Linked DNA regions of Mus musculus: region 1 is linked to region 2. A link is a contact called in public Hi-C data. All regions are on one chromosome and are shown on one strand. Each heading gives the region's core, a stretch centred on a gene start, on an enhancer-like site or on the middle of the called end of the contact. The rest is flanking DNA. Distances are from core to core; before and after follow the strand shown. Region 1 overlaps Atrnl1 (attractin like 1). Region 2 overlaps Trub1 (TruB pseudouridine (psi) synthase family member 1).

Region 1 (3,146 bases), core at 131-2,630, 170 kb before region 2:
TAATGTTCATTGTATTAAAAATGCAATACAAGCAATAGTCTGACCGTACAACGTAGAGCACACCTCTAAAACCATCAGGCAAAAGGCTGAGGGAAGAAGACCAAAAGGTCATGGGCAAATTAACAACTCAGGTACATAGTGAGACCCCAGCCCAAAACCTTCCCTCATGAAAAAAAGACTGACATATAACTTGCAAATTAATCCTTAACAAGGAAAATATAATCAGATTTTAGCATGTTCTAATGAATATCATAATATATTCATAACTTGTTAAATACCACGAAATGTCCTATTTACACTTTAGTGTGCTTCTATAATATTAAAGTGGAAAACAACATCCTCAAATCCGAGTTCGGTCTATTACGATGTGACCTTAGACAAATCTGTTTACCTTGCCCAGCATCAAGCTTTCATACATAAAGAGGAAATAAAAGTATTCACAAATGCTATTAAAAGTTTTTAGTATTTCGCAAAAAGTATATAAAAGACATTTATAAATTACACGCTATTAAACAAATGTGATAATAAGGATCACATTATTAAGGACCAAACTGGCTTCAGTAGGTAGCCTCGCATATCAGAAAATTAATAATAATAATAATAATAATAATAATAATAATGTTTAGAAACTAAAAATTTCGAGATGGGCATGGTGGCTCACACCTTTAATCCCAGCACTCGGGAGGCAGAGGCAGGTGGATTTCTGAGTTCAAGGCCAGCCTGGTCTACAGAGTGAGTTCCAGGACAGCCAGGGCTATACAGAGAAACCCTGTCTTGAAAAACCAAAAACCAAAAAAAAAAAAAAAAAAAAAACGTATAAAAATTTCATAAAGTAATAACAATTATTAGTTTAGAATGACGTCCAATAGCATAAAACTGGAGCAACAACTGTCTCTTATCCAGACTCATGTGACTGATTAGGTGTCCTCATCCATAAGATATAGACGGGGTGATCAGTGTCTCTGAAACCCGGTAACAGAAAACCCGGTAACAGAGGAACGCACTGTCACAACACCCAGTGTCACACTGCACTGCACTTCCTGTTGCTATACTATATTTCCTGTCACTGTACTGATGCTTCCTGTTGTACTTCCTGTCACTGTCCTGCACTTCCTGGCCCTGTACTGCACTTCCTTGTGCTGTGCTATGCTTTCTGCCACTGCACTTCCTGCCATGAACTTTTTGCAGCACTGCACTTTGTCACTGCACTGCACTTTCTGTTGCTGCACTTCCTGTCACTGTGCTGCACTTCCTGTCACGCACTTGTCACTGCACTGCACTTCCTGTCGCTGTACTTCCTGTCACGTACTTGTCACTACACTGCACTTCCTGTTACTGTACTTCCTGTCACTGTGCTGCACTTCCTGTCACTGCACTTCCTGTCACTTCACTCTGTCATGCACTTGTCACTGCACTTCCTGTTGCTGTACTTCCTGTCACTGTGCTGCACTTCCTGTCGCTGCACTTCCTGTCATGCACTTGTTGCTGCGCTGCACTTCCTGTCACTGTACTGCACTTCCTGTCGCTGCACTACACTTCCTGTCGCTGTACTGCCTGATGCTGCACTTACAGATACATGTGTACAGGCTGAGTCCTACATCAACACTGGCTGAACCAGGCCAGCATCTGCTTCTTTAGAGAACTGTGTGTATCCTGTGTGTTTCTCGCTATCCAAGATCTGCCATTAGAATCACATGTCGTGACAACCTATAATCACGTTACTATTTAAGTCACTTGAGGTCACCACCAACCACAGCTACATAAAGCAATAAACCCAAGATAAGTGTGTGTGTTCTGACTGCTTCAGGAACTGGCCTGGCCATCCCCTATTCTCTCCCTCTCCTTATTACCGAAGACAAAGCAGAATTGGAATTAAGCCGCTGGTGACTACACTGGTTTCTAAATGTCAAGATGAATGGGGAGGTGCCGCTCCTTTCAGTTAAATCAAAAGTGCACGCTGGCTGCCCTCTTCTGTCAACCGCCATTTACAGGAGATGGAAGTGCTCCCCCCAGAGAACAAATGGTGAGGTGACTGCCCTTACTGCTAACAGCCAGGTTTGGGGCTTTCAGTGGGAGAGCAAACCACTCAAACATCACTTTAAACAAAACCCAACCCAGCGGCTGAGTGCGGACCTCAGTAAACCTTCACTCTGTTCAATTCTCTGAAAGCTGAGAAAGGTAAGGAGAGGAGACGACTGTGGGGCTGGCAGAGGCTGGTTTACAAAGAGTGTGTGGGAGGGGGCGTGTGGGGGCCGGAGCAGAGATAGCTCCACAGAGTGACCCGCCAGGGCTCATTTGGATGGCAACAAGCAGTCCAGCGCTGATGATGGCACTGGCCGAGCTGGAAACGTCGCCACTCTGATGCAGTAAGAGAATCAGAGATTATGGAAGGTCAAAATACCAGCATTCAAAGGAATCTAAGGGAGGTATCAATCCCGTGAGTGCTTTTAAGTGACTCTGCCACAGTAAAAGTGACTGTTGATCGGGTGGGCACAGCAAAGGGACCAGAAGCAAAGCACGGAGAGAGAACTGAAACAAGAGCTACTCCTTGTGATGACAAAAACTGGGTTGCGAGTACAGAGTCTGCTGCTGACGACGATGTGGACACTTGAGGATAAGACTTAGAATATTGCTTGGTTAGGGAAGAGGCTTGAGAGGGTAGACACCGGTGTTGAAAAGTTCTTCTCGGGTAAGATGCAGTGGATCACACCAACCCTATTGATCTGCAATCTGACCTCCCACGGCAATTGCAGCCATTACCAGTAACCACTGGTAGCCATAAAACTGAGGCAAGACCCTCCCCCAGCAAAGGAGGCTCAGTAACATCACAAGTGACTGTTACCACTTTGGAGCAGTAAAATGTTTTTAATTATGATTGTACATTTTTATAATAGTTTCATTGTACATTTAAAATTATAATTGTACACGTATACAGTATTGTATAAACATATAATCACACTGTGCTCTGGGAACCTAGGAAAAATACACATGATTCACTATATTGCAACATTTATTTCATTATAACCATCCAGAATTAAACTTATAATAACTCAAAGATTATGTGCCTTCATTTAATATGTTAGATATATTGTTTTGCTCAAACTAAATAATTGGTCACAATGTTTAAAGTGAAACTAATTCCTACA
Region 2 (3,170 bases), core at 489-2,988:
TCAGGACGTTCTTGCTGAAATTTAATTTGCTCAGGGTAATAGAATCTCCAGGTTGAAGGACATTTAGAAGTCACCTAGGCCAATCATTTATCCAATGTTAGGACGACCAGACAGAAAGCCCACAGAACAGGTTACCTCATAATAAAACCCAAGCTCATGGCACATGTGCACGAAGTGAAGCGGCTGGCTGTGTCTAAAGCCCAATACGAGTCCAATCAGGCAGCTGTCTCATAATTTAACAATGCCTCTACCATAGGATCTTAAAAATGCACAAGAAAATTCTCCACATCAAAGATACCCAGTGAGGAACTCAGAGAAGAGAGGCGTAGCTCAAGTGCAGGGGGCTCTGGGGGTCTCACACTTTGCTCAATAAATAAAGAGCCATCGGTGTGAAAGCATTCATTTGAGCTGCATTTTAAAAAGTAATTCTCTAGGCTTAGGTTGTAGCCCCGTGGTAAAGCAATTGCCTAACAAAAAAAAAAAAAAAAAAAAAGTCCTGAGTTCAATCCCCAGCACTGATATCTGCACCTACACAAACACACACAGACATACATACATGCACATTCCACACACACACAGATGCACACACCACACACATCACACACACACACACACACACATATGCACATTCCACACACACACAGATGCACACACCACACACATCACACACACACACACACACACACACACACACACACACGCACACGAACCACACACATCACACACACACACACACACACACACACACCAGACACCACACACATACACACTCTTTATCCCCATGAAACTAACATATACATGAACAAGCTATACAATCTCTGCTTACCACGCATCCATCCTTCTGTGCACGCAGCACAGTGGTTGATACCTGAACAACAGAGCTAAAAGCAGAACGACCGGGCTGAGTACAACTTTGTACCACACTAAGCCATCCTGCGACAGAGCAGCCGCTAAGCCGGCAAAGCATCCGTCAACCACCGTTTCCGGCCATTCAGTCTGGCAGGAGTGTGGTCTCTGAGAGAAGAAAGGGGCCAGAACCTTAAAATGTGCTTCTGCCAGGTAAGGATCGGGATTTCCCTGGCCAGGTCAGTGGGTGGGGAGTCAGGGAGAGCCAGGATTTGAGGCAAGTACACAGAGAGAGACGTGGTAGGATTTCTGAGACCTGGCCGAGTTCTAAGCTATACATACATATAGTGAATATTTATAACATCAAAAACCCGACCACTGTTGAAAGTTTTCCAAAGGACTGAATTTCAAGCACACAGAAGGAACTGCTGAACACCTTAGACACTCAGCATAGACTCTAAAAAAGCTGGTAGCCACTAGCATAGGTCTGACAAACTGTCTAGACTCATCCTAAGAATCTAAGTCAAAAGCGATTTGTACAGATGAGTTAAACAAGGTTGAACGATGAAAAGACTAATATATAGTCAACTCCATTTCGATATAGCAGCAATGAATAATCAGAAGTTAGAATCTGACCCTGTTCCCAAGAACAACAAAATCTGAAACACACAACAATTTCATATACCTAAGACATGAAGGAACACACTGAAATCTAGGAAGTACAGCTGCCCAAACTGACGACCTACACTGAGGAAGAGAGCGCTAATCTTGTTTCGTGGGTTGGGAGACTCTACAAACTGATAAACAGGATCAACTAAATGTAGAAATCTCAGCAAGCACAGACACGCACATCCGGTCTGCGTGTGTGAGGTGAAGAATGAGGTGCAGGGTGGGGGGTGGGGGAGGATAGAGAGGAAGGGAGAGACAGAGACAGGAGTGGGAGCGTGAAACACAGAGGCAGAGAGGGAGAGAGAGAGAGGAGGAGAGAGAGGGGGGAGGGCCTACTCAAAATTCGTAAAGAAATGCAAAGAAAAAAAAGAGCAGTAAGTCAGAGAACTAACAACCTATGGCTCAATGTTCCAGTCATCAGACAGAGCATGGGGTATAAAAGCAGGAAACAGATAAAAGGATGACAGCAAATTCACTTTCTGTTCATGATTTAAAAGCACATCAAATTTCGGCAAAAGAAAAAAGGTGACTTCTTTCAATAAAATAGCCATTTTTAAAGGGGGGCCTGCAATAAGCAAGGTGGGCAGATCTATTTTTCCTCTAAGATAGCGGATCCTTTGGTGCTGAGACAAGGAGGGACCAGCTTGCTGAGCTGACAAAGCAGATTACAGACAAGCCCACACCCACTGAAGAGCTTGATCTGTGACACGCAGAACCATGGAGGAAGAGCACAGCATATCCCCTAAGGAGAATGACGGGCCGGACGTGTGTGTGTGAGAGCAAAGCAGGAAAAATCCTACAACACAGAAAAACATTTGCTTGCTTAAAAAAACTGCATTCTTGTGTATGTGTGTTGTGTGTACTGTGTGTGTGTGCGCCTGTGTATGTGCGTGTGTGTATGCATGTGTGTGCATGCATGTGTGTGTGTATGCTGTGTGTGTGTGTACTATATATGTGCGTGTGTGTATGTATGTGTGCAGGTGTAGTGTGTGCTCTCGAGTGTGGGTGCATGTGTAAATGCAGGTGGGTGTGAGCTCTTTACTCAAACACATCAGTGAGACAACTCCCCAGAGAAGGTAGCGGGTGGCACACCCACGCTGTAGGTACAGATTGCTAGGGCACTGTCCTGCCCATCCCTGCCAAAACCACCATGGGGTCAGTGGATTGCTGCCCCCTCGATGGAATGCATGACGCTGATAACACTGTGGACATGGCAGGGCACCGTCCAAGTGGAACTTGCACAGTGTGGCGGAAACACAACTTTGGAAAACCATTTTACCATTTCCAGTTCAGTTAAGCACCCGTGCACCCTGGGACCTGGCAGCTCCAAGAGTCTGAACACAAGAGGAATGAACACCTCAAAGTGCAGTTTTGTTTTGTGAAATTCCAAACCGAGAACAGCCCACATGCCTATTAACAGAAGAGGCCTAGTTCCGGTGTTCAGTGATATACAGCCCCTGCCACCATGTATGAGGCCCTGGATCCAACACCCAGCAAAACCAGACAAGCATGTGCAGGCCAGAGAGATGCTCAGTGGCCACAAGCACTGGCTGCTGTAGCAGAAGACCAGGGTTTGTTTCCCAGGACCCACACAGTGGCTCACAATGGCCTATAACTCCAGTCCCAGGGGACCGGAGGCCCAAACGTGGAGTGTA

The links. Hi-C and Micro-C count contacts between places; a contact is called where the count stands out from the background.
Region 1: a contact with region 2 is called in a Hi-C map of CD8 T cells, with 2.5 times the contacts expected there. The contact joins two enhancer-like sites. A contact is called at or near these places in 1 of 39 promoter capture datasets (neural stem cells), 5 of 15 datasets of contacts at CTCF or cohesin (the G1E-ER4 cell line, embryonic stem cells, large pre-B cells and 2 more), 160 of 484 Hi-C or Micro-C datasets (the 63-12 cell line, 8-cell embryo, the AML12 cell line and 83 more), 21 of 115 datasets of contacts at active chromatin or transcription factors (SST interneurons, astrocytes, a beta-TC-6 cell line and 9 more) and 1 of 9 other capture datasets (embryonic stem cells).

Annotation. Positions count from the first base shown.
Region 1 is chr19:57,647,020-57,650,165 of GRCm38.p6, reverse strand. The region is part of intron 5 of Atrnl1 (attractin like 1); the gene reads right to left. Among named protein-coding and RNA genes, the nearest start is that of Atrnl1, 38 kb to the right of the region's middle. Within about 2 kb of position 1,380, at least 30 of the 459 cell types and tissues checked have an H3K27ac peak or open chromatin away from gene starts, as enhancers often do. A contact at or near this core is called in CD4 single positive thymocytes, CD8 T cells and regulatory T cells, where this site is marked.
Region 2 is chr19:57,476,024-57,479,193 of GRCm38.p6, reverse strand. All of the region lies in intron 4 of Trub1 (TruB pseudouridine (psi) synthase family member 1), which reads right to left. Among named protein-coding and RNA genes, the nearest start is that of Trub1, 25 kb to the right of the region's middle. Within about 2 kb of position 1,738, at least 13 of the 459 cell types and tissues checked have an H3K27ac peak or open chromatin away from gene starts, as enhancers often do. A contact at or near this core is called in CD4 single positive thymocytes, CD8 T cells and regulatory T cells, where this site is marked.